Linked DNA regions of Mus musculus: regions 1, 2 and 4 are each linked to region 3. Evidence: chromatin contacts called from public Hi-C and HiChIP or PLAC-seq data. All regions are on one chromosome and are shown on one strand. The core of a region is the stretch at or near the end of the contact, and the rest is flanking DNA. Distances in the headings are between cores, read along the strand shown. Region 1 overlaps Cdk14 (cyclin-dependent kinase 14). Region 2 has its middle 30 kb from the start of Fzd1. Region 3 has its middle 50 kb from the start of Gm40261. Region 4 holds the start of Fzd1 (frizzled class receptor 1).

Evidence for each region. Hi-C and Micro-C count contacts between places; a contact is called where the count stands out from the background. HiChIP or PLAC-seq counts read pairs in DNA pulled down with a chosen protein or histone mark.
Region 1: a Hi-C map of uterus shows a contact between it and region 3. The contact joins two enhancer-like sites. A contact is called at or near these places in 4 of 484 Hi-C or Micro-C datasets (all in uterus) and 1 of 115 datasets of contacts at active chromatin or transcription factors (astrocytes).
Region 2: a contact with region 3 is called in a FOXA1 HiChIP or PLAC-seq map of pancreatic cancer cells. The contact joins two enhancer-like sites. A contact is called at or near these places in 1 of 39 promoter capture datasets (neural stem cells), 1 of 484 Hi-C or Micro-C datasets (bone marrow-derived macrophages) and 1 of 115 datasets of contacts at active chromatin or transcription factors (pancreatic cancer cells).
Region 4: a contact with region 3 is called in a Hi-C map of uterus, with 4 times the contacts expected there. The contact joins the promoter of Fzd1 here to the enhancer-like site in region 3. A contact is called at or near these places in 13 of 39 promoter capture datasets (the 3T3-L1 cell line, 3T3-L1-derived adipocytes, the HPC-7 cell line and 10 more), 1 of 15 datasets of contacts at CTCF or cohesin (the NIH/3T3 cell line), 14 of 484 Hi-C or Micro-C datasets (the C2C12 cell line, the HL-1 cell line, cerebral cortex and 5 more), 19 of 115 datasets of contacts at active chromatin or transcription factors (the NIH/3T3 cell line, astrocytes, cardiomyocytes and 15 more) and 1 of 9 other capture datasets (adipose tissue).

Annotation. Positions count from the first base shown.
Region 1 is chr5:4,824,685-4,827,490 of GRCm38.p6, reverse strand. The region is part of intron 14 of Cdk14 (cyclin-dependent kinase 14); the gene reads left to right. Among named protein-coding and RNA genes, the nearest start is that of Fzd1, 68 kb to the right of the region's middle. Within about 2 kb of position 1,325, at least 34 of the 459 cell types and tissues checked have an H3K27ac peak or open chromatin away from gene starts, as enhancers often do. A contact at or near this core is called in uterus, where this site is marked.
Region 2 is chr5:4,787,112-4,789,961 of GRCm38.p6, reverse strand. No RefSeq gene overlaps it. Among named protein-coding and RNA genes, the nearest start is that of Fzd1, 30 kb to the right of the region's middle. Within about 2 kb of position 1,336, at least 26 of the 459 cell types and tissues checked have an H3K27ac peak or open chromatin away from gene starts, as enhancers often do. A contact at or near this core is called in pancreatic cancer cells, where this site is marked.
Region 3 is chr5:4,322,301-4,325,177 of GRCm38.p6, reverse strand. No RefSeq gene overlaps it. Among named protein-coding and RNA genes, the nearest start is that of Gm40261, 50 kb to the right of the region's middle. Within about 2 kb of position 1,622, at least 66 of the 459 cell types and tissues checked have an H3K27ac peak or open chromatin away from gene starts, as enhancers often do. A contact at or near this core is called in the C2C12 cell line, the NIH/3T3 cell line, the SN4741 cell line and 6 more, where this site is marked.
Region 4 is chr5:4,756,679-4,759,648 of GRCm38.p6, reverse strand. It overlaps Fzd1 (frizzled class receptor 1), which reads left to right and starts at 1,433. Exons shown (of 1, transcript NM_021457.3): 1 at 1,433-2,970. The coding sequence starts at 2,069.

The DNA.
Region 1 (2,806 bases), core at 76-2,575, 500 kb before region 3:
TGAACCATTTTACTGTGTATTTTTATACACAGTTGGTTTTTTATTTTAGTTATGTGTATGGGTATGTGCTTACGTAGGTGCCCATGGGGGCCATGGAGGTCTCAGGAATCCCAAGAACTAGAGTGTGTAACGTTTGCTGTCACTTCAACAGTTGCCCGATTATCTGTCAGATGTCTCAGAATCTCTGCCTTTGTGTTTAAGTAATTCTTAACTTTGCATAAAATGGGCACAGAACACAGAAGTAGTGAGGAATTGCAGGCATTCAAGAAAACACATGAAAAGACATTAATTCTACCATTGATGGCAAGGCTATAGAAAACAGGAAAAATTCTAATATGTTTAGAATTTCCCTGAATGCACAATTTCAGTTTGAAGCCTTGAAAACCATCCCTCTTGGGAGAATAGGATTTCTGTGTGGTGAAATACATTAATTCTTGAAGTCAGACCTATGAACCAAGATATATTCAGAAAATCTATCCATCCCTGGCCCTCCCTGCCCTGTACATTTTTCTTAGATCTTGTGATATGCCTTCCGTTAAGTAATACGTCATTGCTGTACCTTCCAATAAGCCATGAATTGTATTAATTTTACATAAGAAGGGAGGAACAAGAAAGGAGGTTGGAATTCTTCCTAATAGGAATAAGTAAATCTATCTCTAGTTATGACTTGTTTTCTTAGATCAGTGCTGGTGTGCTTCTGTTTGTGGCACAAGAGCACTTACCAACAGCCACGCCATTTTAAGGAGAATTTCAAACAAACAAACAAACAAACAAACAAACAAAAAACAAAAACAAAAACAAAAGGAGAAGACTATCAATGCAAACCACTTTTATGTTTAAGGAAAGGATACAAATATAAGATTCATATTGCAAAACCTAATTTTGCATTGAGACTCTCACCAAAGATTTAGGAATGGATGGATGCATTTTGAAAGAGAGAGAGAGAGAGAGAGAGAGAGAGAGAGAGAGAGAGAGAGAGAGAGAGAGAGAGATCTGTGTTCACTGCCCTAGCTGCGGGAGAGCTCTTCAGAGTCTACCATTTTACAGGCAGCAAGTGAAAATATAACTCTTAAGACTCATGCCACAAACCCCTAATGCCTAGTCGACTTCTAAAAGATTGCATCTAGTTACAAGATACACAATTCAAAGCTTACAAAAAAAAAAAAAAAGAGTAATTAAGAAAACTTTTTTTCTATTGCAAGAGAAAACCAGATTGTTTCCATTAATTTTATGAGTGATGTTTATTTTTGTTGGCTAAGAACTAGGCCTGGGTTGGTGTGGCGCCCAGTGGGAGGGAGGTCTGACCAAAACAGCACACTGTCTGTCTATGTCACAGACATGCCTTGCATTCGTGCCTCTGTAGCCACACGGCACTCCCGACCTTCCCTTCCTCTACCCTGTCCAGCTGGGTTCTCAGGCGCCCTGTTGCCCTCCATTTGAGCGTTTAGGATCAGCATCCAGGCCCATCCATCAGCCTTCGGATCCTGCTCTGCTCTTTATTCTGCTGTCTCACTCCTCCATTCTTGTAAGATTCTCTCCAAACTGTTTCTCCAAAATTCTGCCTGTTTGACAGATCTCTTTTGCCCTTCTGTGTCCCGATTGGTGGCACATGAGTCTTCCAAAGTACCCTTGACGTAGTGCCGAATCTCCCCTCATATGCGGGTGCATAAGGAGGCAGGTTTAGCTAACGTCGGTATGGAAAGCAGTCTTCAGCAGTGAATATCTTCGGGGAAAAGCTATGGTGGACATATCGTTCCACAGTATCAGTGTTCACACTCAGAGCCTCACGGAAGGCTTCACCATCCGTCTAAGCTTTACTCAGTTCACTCTCTCAGTCTATGTTACTCATGGGCTGAGACATTGGGGTTCCTGACATGGCTGTGCCCGTGTGAAGCAGTGCACATCCATTCAGAACTTGATCCACCCCCTACGACTGACAGAACTACTAGCAAGCATTAGAAATGTTATATTTTTCTAGAGATGAGTAGGAAGTCCTCCTTTGTAATTTTCCTTGATCTCACGGAAATCAGGAACGACAAGTCTGGAGGCCCAACAGTGGACTCATGTTTAGGCATGGGAAGAGGCACTGCCTACAGCTGTCTGTAAAATAGGAATCAAGAAGAGGGGCAGATAGCATCCTGGTGAAATGAGCTATGTCTCAGGTACCACTAAACATCAGCCACTCACCTTTAGGCCAGAAGAGGGAAGCAAACTGCAGCCTAAGTGACTGCCTGTTACCTGTGAACAGGTAGGCATCTTACCTGTGGAGAGGTAGGCGTCTCCCACATAAGCAGCCTAGAAAGCTCTTTGGCCTGCTGAGCCTGCTTCTATTCAGTTCCCAGTGTTAATTCTTGTATCTGGTAACTGGTGTCACCATCAGCGATGGGGTAGATGAGGCTCTGACCCTGTATGGCACCTGATGCTTCTCCATCATGGCTCATTCTCAAGGATATGGAAGCCATGGCTGTTAGGCTACTCATGCCACTGAGAAAACCAGAGTCTAGTTATCTGTCTGTTCTCTATCCCTGCATGGGACTTCCAAAGGACACTTTAGTTTCCTTAAATCAACAACAACAACAACAACAACAACAACAACAAAACCCTAAGCCTCCTCTTGATCATTTAAAAGAAAGACATGAAAGATGTGGAAAGTATAGATTTATTGTGCAAAGTCTGTTTTTCCCCCCTCTTAAATATCCTTAACTTTTGCTTAATTGTAGAAAGGGTTTAATGTCTGAAATTTTGAAGAGGTCCCTATCTGCATTTTTAGAATCTTTATTTTCTCAAAATATCATGAAGTGATGTT
Region 2 (2,850 bases), core at 87-2,586, 470 kb before region 3:
GTAAGAGTGCTCTCTGGCACCTTCACTTTCCCCCTTAGGGGTTCTGAAAGTAAAGATTGAGTCCTCCCCAAGTCTGAGATAGGGTCTATATAAGCCTCCTCCCTATTTTTTCTGGAAATACACTATCTATGTTCCCATTATGTGCAGCCGGAAGTCTGAAGATCAGCCAAGAGGCAGCTGAAAATGAAGCCCGGATGCAGGGGTGCCCTGAGACCCTACAGTTAGAAGATCTGAAGATGGAAAGATATGGTCTTGGGAGGCCAAAATGGGCTGGTATATGTAGACATCAGAGGGATTGCAGAAAAACTAGAACCTCACGAGGTATTAGTAACTGCCAAGGTCCCCAACACAGAAGCCTAGCCTAGCCAAGTGGTACCTCGGTGTCAGAGGACGTACTGCCTGGAGCCCAAAGGAAGTCTAAAGCTAAGGAAGAGGAGAGTGAGAAACAGAGGCGATAAGGAAGAGGACAGTGAGAAACAGAGGCGATGAGTGGAACCTGCAGCTGTTGACAAGAACCCACACTGAACATCTCTGAGCTCCAGGGCTCTCCACTCGCACAGAACGAAGTATGGTATGTCGTTGTCCTGGCAACCCACTTCTACTTAATAGATCACCTTCTGCATTTAGTGTCTTAAAGCAGGCATTTATTATCTCAAACTTTCCATGGGGTCAGAAGGAGTTTATCTAGATGATTGTGAGTTGCAACATTTTATGAAGTCAGGCTGCAATCTGATGGTGGTCCAACTAAGTTCACCTGAGGCTGTGCTATTGGTACCAGATCTTAGAAGGTCAACAAAGTCAACAGAGTGCTGAACAGCTGGGTCAGAGCCCTAGAATCTAACTGCTTCCTCACAAGCTTGATGGCTCCAGGTTAGGTGTTTGAGACTTGGGGCTCCAAGGGATGCTGAATCGCTTTTTAGGATGTAGCATCCAGGTTGTTAGAAACCACCATGGCCAGTCTATCCTTAAAGAAAAGAGACTTAAATTTTATCTTTTAATAGAAATTGTAGTCATATTACAAAAGATGTACAGGTCACTGTTGATCACAAGTCATGTATACTGAGCCCATAGACAAAATACCTCTATTCTGTACTGTGCTTTGTTTTCTGTTGCTGTGATAAATCACTGACTGAGAAAATAATCTGAGAAGAACAGGGTTTATTTTAACCTATATTTCCAGGCAACAATCCACCATTGAGGGAAGTCAGAGTAAGAAATCTAGCAGTAATTGAAGCAGAAACCACAGAGGAATGCGGCTTATTGACCAGCTCAGTGGCTTACTCAGAGAACTTTCTTGTTTAATGCAGACCTACCTGCCTAGGAATGCCGCAGCCCTCAGTGGACTGGGCCCTCCCAAATTAGTCATCATTCAAGACAATCTTTTATAGACATGACCACTGGCCAGTCTGATCTGGGAAATTCACCAACTGAGGTTTCCTCTTTCCGTGTTAACTCTAGGATGTATGAAGTTGACAATAAAAATTACCCATCACACCCCATAACACACAAGGTCTGTAATATATTACCTGTTATGTATCTGTCTCTGGCTTGGGGTCTGAAATCTCATCTAAATTTAGTAAAAGTGCTATACCTGGGGCTCCTAGGGTATAGGTCCTTGTATTTGTTCCATAATTAACATACTGTGAAAGAGTCATCACAGGACAACCTAAACAGATGTTTCAGAAACAGAGCACATGTAGTAATTAGTAGTGTGTGACCATTCTGAAGTCCACAAGGGGCATTGCCTGTTCCTTGATTAGAGGTCAGTATTCCCGGGGCTTTCAGCTCCATGTTCTAGACTCTTGGCTCCTTCCAGTTATCCTTTCTTTTCTATTAGTATACCCTGATTTTATGGCTGAATGACTTCTCAGAGGCATTCGGAGGCCTGAAGTTCCTCTTCATTTTGTTCAAACTCTGTAATAGTTAGTGTTAATTGGCAGTTGGGGTGGGGAGTAAGATCACTTGAAAACTGTTTCCTGACAATCTTATTGGGGGACTCTCTATCTCATAAAAACATAGGATAGCACCAGTGTCTTTAATAACTAGCCTTGAACACCACATAGAATTGTTTTTTATTCCTCCCATCTCTCTCTAAGATCTACTTCTTTATTTAAAAATCGGAGTCACCAAGACCAGCCCAATGTTTAATAAGAGATGAGAAAGTAGCCTCAGCCCCTTGATGAGCAGAATTTTGAAGAATTTTTGCAGATTAGTTAATTTAAGTACTACACAGCCCATTGAAAAATGGTGTACACAATTACCCACCAAGAAACCTTGCCAGACTGATGAGAAGAAAACAGATGGAGATTTTCTTGTACTTCTGGGAATTAAGTCTCAGGTCTCTGGAATTATCTGCAATTGGATATTATCCCTCATAAGCTCCAAGGAAACCTTTGCCCATCTATGGCTCTTGGATCCTGAAGTGCTAATTGCCTGGCTTGCAGCAAAGTGTTCCAGAGGGAACTTCTACCCTCTACCCTTCCCTGGCTTCCCAGTTCCCAGAACTGAGTAACCAACTGTCCCAAAGGGAAGACAATTCTTTACGAACAGTATATGCTCCATCGCTTGTCTCTGAGACTTGCTAACAATGCTTGGATTTGCCTTACACTGGGCATGGTGTTTACAATAGTAATTCTTAAAAACACTGCTTGTCAGAGAATTAAATGAGGCGGCTTTAAATATTTCACAGGGAACTAATATAGTATCTTTGTCAACAGACAATCAAGTTCCGGGCTCCACCCCTTCAAAGGCAATGAAATCCCTTATCTATCAGGTGTTGATAGTAGGGGATGTACGTTTTATAGCCATTACTAGAATAGTGAGAAAAACATCCTCCCTGTGTGATAAAAC
Region 3 (2,877 bases), core at 373-2,872:
CATAAAAGCTGGTGTGGCAATATGGACTTGTATAGCACACGGCTGGGGTACAGAATAGACAGCTCCTGGGGTGCGTGGGCCAACTGGTTTGACACTAATGATAAGCTCCTGCCTCAGTAAACAACCTGTTTCTCACTAATAATGTGAAGAGCAATATAGGAAGTCCTCCCGGTGCTGACTTCTGTCTTCCACATGCATGTGTGGGTGTCTTCACCCCACTCACACACATAAAAAAACATACAAAAGACCACAGTTTTATAGATAGTCACTATTTCCTTATGCTGCCTTCTAGAACATTTCATGTGTAGCATAATACCACACAGTCGGAATGCCTTTTAAATATGTGTGAAGAAAGAAATAAAATGCTCAAACAACGCTCACTAGTGAAAGAAAATCCTCCAAAAATATAAATAATAATACTGGATTTCAAATAGCTTCAGTAGAGAAAATAAAAATCGAGTTTTTGGTGTATTATTTCTCTTGGTTGCTTAATAAGATTTTGTGTTTTTGTTCAAAGCCCACAAATGACAAAGAACCAGCTGCTTAATTTAAGATTATAGCCTGTCCAGGAGTAAGTGGGGAACCTTGATTCACATAAACAAGAGACTCAAAGAGTGAGAGTTTGATGTGACGTTAAAGACATTTTAGAAAGATTTTCCCTCACCCAGGTCCACTAATGCTAGCACACTTAGACATGAGCATCAAGGGGCAGACAGATTCTCAGTTAGATGGTTTTTCTTGAGATTTTCAGTAGGTATCTGACCAGCAAAAGGTACGGAACACCTGAGAGCTCTTCATTAGTGAGATGAGCTAATCTCCAAGCATACTCCATATAGGGCAACAACAATCAGAACTTAATACACAAAACACCCAGACTGGTGCAGAGGGACTCAAAAACTACTAACTACTTTCATTGAAATGTTAAATCCAGGAACAGAAGAAGGGAAATAAGTCAATGGGTTCCTTTCTGATCATCTTTCTCTTAAGAGTTCCTCACCACTGAAATAGTGGGAACACTGTGCTAAACATGTAGTGCAGATAATTATCTAACGTAATATCCAAATATGTACATAATCTGGAGCTTCATTATTTATTAGAAAGATAGTAGAGACATAATATCTAAAATAATGAACAATTGACCTAACTAGCCTATGTTCAAATATTAGCCCTTCCATTTTCTCAATGGGTAACAACAATAAGGAAGTTATCTAATGTCTCTGTGTCTTCCTACGGTATAAAAGGAAATAATGTTAGTACTTATTTTGCAGGCACTATAAGGACTCAAATATTTGGAAAGCACTCAGCATGTTATCTGTGCCAGGAATATAATGTATCATCATCATTACTATCATTTTTATTATCATCACCAACATCATCATCATAATCAACAACAGCAGCAGCATAGAACACCACCACCTTGGACACCAGACAAGATATTATTTGTATTGGATGTCCCTAAAGAAACCTTTCAGAGTCATGGATCCTAAACGTAGGACTATCAGCATACCATTTACTGCTCAAATCTCAGCCTCAGAAATACTAGAGACACTTTGTACACTGGACCTAACATATGAGTAAGTCTGGCTCAGAGAATGCCAGGGAGACGCAAGAGAAACACTGTGTGCAAATACAGACTGAGTCATCTACAGCTCTGGGGTTAGAGTGTGCCAGCTTCTCTTGGCTTGCAGCAATGCAGATAGACTGTGGGAAGAACTTTCAGTTTGGTGGAATTTACTGTTTTATATGTGCTTTGTGGCTGTGAAATCACAGCACTTGCAGAGTTGAGAGGACATCATATATCTGCTCGTCCAACCATTTTACAGATGAGGAAACTGATCCAGAAAAGAACAGTGATGGGTCAGCATGTGGCTAGTAGGTAGTGAAGCCTCTGAAGGAAAGTCTTTTCAGAACCTTAGTGATCATGAGTCATCGTAGAATGTTCCCAGCTTCATACTATAAATCTGATTAACTAGATCCATATTTTATAAATAAGTAGCTTAAAGAGTAGGAGTACTTCACCCAGTTGAACTTCAAATTACTTTAGATCAAAGTAATGTATCTTTTTGGATATCAGACTCTTGCTTAAAAATTTATGTGCTTTAAAATTCCTGTTACAGAGAACATAAACAGTACATTGAGTTTGATCAGTCAGTGAAAAATTAATCTCAGGGGGTAAATGTTTCATCTTTCCAGGCATCGGAGAACGACATAACAAGCATTTTACTGAGTTCCATTCTGGCCCTGAAATCGTCTGTTTATGCCATGTGGATGAAGAGCTTACTGAGAAGCTGACCGTTCCTCACAAGGCCTCCCTTACAGGAAGGAGGCTACTCTGGAAACAGTCCCACCGTTCAACATCTTGCACATTTGCCATGACCCAGACATACAAACACAGCTTGCTCGTGTCTGCTTTTAACAGAAGACTCAGAGCTGGGTGAATTAGATCTCTTACCCCACTGTCTACTCTCATCCAACTTCACAAGCCCTGCATCATGTTTTATTAAGTGGACTGCTTTTCCTTTAATGCTCCATCCTGACTCCCACTCCCTTCCCTCCTAGAGCCATCCACTCCAATGCTTATAAAACCTAGGTGCTGTGGTGGTTGTCCAATTAAGGGATACCCAGGTAGCTGGGAAAGCATCATTGTATGAGATTGTGGGAACATCAGTGGGCATGACCTGGCTTTTTGAAGGACTACCAGTTAAAATTCTTAGAACATCTGTATGGGGTTGGACTTCCACTACCAATGCAAGAGGGGTTCCCCAGGTTCCTCACCAACAGTGAGTGCTAGCTGCCTTTCTTATGGGCATCTGTCTAGTAGGCAGGAATTTGTTAGTGGGCCACTCTGGGATCTCCATCTCTTAGAAACACTCATAT
Region 4 (2,970 bases), core at 184-2,683, 430 kb before region 3:
TCCTGTCATGACCAGGGCATGTTCTCCTTGCCTGCCCCTCAGAAACTTGAGGGGTTTGTTTGTTTGTTGCCTTTTTGTTTTGTTTTCTGTTTTGTGCTTTTCTCTTTTGCATTTTGCATCTATTTCTCCGATGACCCCTCCCATTCCTCATCTCCCGTGTTAGCAGGTCATTTACTTCCCTTGCGTCCCTTTTGAGAATGGGTGGGCACTGCCATCACTGGTGACGTTCCTGTGCCCACTGTACTATGCCCTCCTTTAAATATGTGCCAGGGCTTCCTCTGTGCTCCCTACCTCCTGAGACAGTGCTCACTGTATCATGGATGCTTGGTAAATATCTAATGAAAAGTGAATCTGTATAAAAGAAGATAGAAAATAATTCGGGAACAGTCTCGTGAGATAATATCTAATGAAAAGTGAATCTGTATAAAAGAAGATAGAAAATAATTCGGGAACAGTCTCGTGAGATAAGTCTAATCGAAGGGGGGGGGGACTCTTGATAGAATTAATAAAACATAATAGCACTTTATTGATAAATCCGACTCACACAAGTTCTTGAAAATAAACTTGCAAGAACAAGCATGTGTGTCTGCTGAGGTTGATTATCCTGGTTTGAGTCGACTGACTGACTGTGCTTGGTCTTTCAGACTCACTTTGGTCATGTGTTTTGTCCTTCAAACTAATAGCTTCAGCTTTGACTACTTCCACTGAGGAGGAACTTAAATGACCCAGGCCTCAGAAGTTCCCAACAGACCCTGCAGGGTCCCCAGTGTTTAGAAGCGGCCCTCAAATGGTCCCAGATTGATCCTCCTGTCTGGATGTATGGCTCCCGTGTCTCACGCTGGAGCACCCAATGCGTTGGTTCTCAAGCCGGTTTTCCTCCAGCATTTAATGAATAGCTTCTGTTTTCCTTTACTTCTGTTTCTGATACCATTAAAGAGAAGGGGGAAAGTTTGACTACACGACGCATACTACTCACAGGAGCATCTGGGTTTACAATTTACATCCCACCAAACTTTGCGTTTTGCTTTCATTTGACAGCGATCGGGGGAAATGGCGCGTCCAAAGTCCACCAAGGCCAGTCTGTGAGCTCCACGGTTTATTGGAGTCATAGTTTAAACAAAACCTCGACAGACTTAAATTCAAAGGAAACCCGACTCTCAAGTCAGGGGCACGCAATCAGAACGCAGCACTCAAAGTAGCAGTCTGTGACCAGAGAGTCGAGGGTAGGATTATAAAATATGAAGACAGATAAAAAGCAAGACAGAGCTAAATCCCCGCGGCCAGCCGACTCCTATTCATTATCTCCTGCCGCATATGGGACCATTCTCTTACTTGTCCTCGCCCTTTCTTCTGCAAAAGCAAAAGCGACCTAGCCTGTCCGGCTTCATAGCTACTCTTTGTGCCGGAGCGGAGTCTCTGCCACCGCCACCACTACTTCCTCCACCTCCTCCGGTCTGCTGCGGGCTCCAGTCCGGGCTCGGAGGGAAAGGGCTCCCTTTGCGCTGTGAAGCGGGTGCTGCGATTGGGCGACGGTCCCTGAGCCGCCAGCTCCGCGTCGGTTTCAAGGCTCCTCCCTCCCGGTGAAAGACAGACTGGGGGGCGCCTAGAAACCCGTTGGAGGGCGCGCGAGGGAGAGCAGAGGCTGCGAGTTGAGGGATTGACACAAATGGTCAGGCGGCGGCGGAGAAGGAGGAGGCGGAGGCGCAGGGGGGACCCAGGGCGGCTAGGCTGCCGAGAGTTGGGCGCTCCTCTGCCCGGCTGCGACCACTAACGCGGCGCCGCCTGACAAGAGCCACAGCCTGCCGCGGGCCAGGGAAGAGGGACGCGACCCCGGCGCGCCTGGACCACTCTTGCTCTCCTCGCCGCCCGCGCTTCATGAACCGCAAGTTTCCGCGGCGGCGGCGGCGGCTGCGGGACGCGGAGCAGAATCCCGGGGAGCGGGCAGAGAGCGGCCGCACCCCGACGGAGGGCACGGGCGACCAGCTCTCCCGGATCACAGTGGGAGCCACCACCCGCCGCGCCGCTGCCCGTCCCAGTCAATCCGCGCCGAGGAGGGAGCCGAAAAAGTATGGCTGAGGAGGCGGCGCCTAGCGAGTCCCGGGCCGCCGGCCGGCTGAGCTTGGAACTTTGTGCCGAAGCACTCCCGGGCCGGCGGGAGGAGGTGGGGCACGAGGACACGGCCAGCCACCGCCGCCCCCGGGCTGATCCCCGGCGTTGGGCTAGCGGGCTGCTGCTGCTGCTTTGGTTGCTGGAGGCTCCTCTGCTTTTGGGGGTCCGAGCGCAGGCGGCGGGCCAGGTATCCGGGCCGGGCCAGCAAGCCCCGCCGCCGCCCCAGCCCCAGCAGAGCGGGCAGCAGTACAACGGCGAACGGGGCATCTCCATCCCGGACCACGGCTACTGCCAGCCCATCTCCATCCCGCTGTGCACGGACATCGCGTACAACCAGACCATCATGCCCAACCTGCTGGGCCACACGAATCAGGAGGACGCCGGTCTGGAGGTGCACCAGTTCTACCCTCTGGTGAAGGTGCAGTGCTCCGCCGAGCTCAAGTTCTTCCTGTGCTCCATGTACGCGCCTGTGTGCACCGTACTGGAGCAGGCGCTACCGCCCTGCCGCTCCCTGTGCGAGCGCGCACGCCAGGGCTGCGAGGCGCTCATGAACAAGTTCGGCTTCCAGTGGCCAGACACACTCAAGTGCGAGAAGTTCCCGGTGCACGGCGCAGGAGAGCTGTGCGTGGGCCAGAACACGTCCGACAAAGGCACCCCAACTCCCTCCTTGCTACCAGAGTTCTGGACCAGTAATCCGCAGCACGGCGGCGGTGGTTACCGCGGCGGCTACCCGGGGGGTGCCGGGACGGTGGAGCGGGGAAAGTTCTCCTGCCCGCGCGCCCTCAGGGTGCCCTCCTACCTCAACTACCACTTTCTGGGGGAGAAGGACTGCGGCGCACCCTGCGAACCCACCAAGGTTTA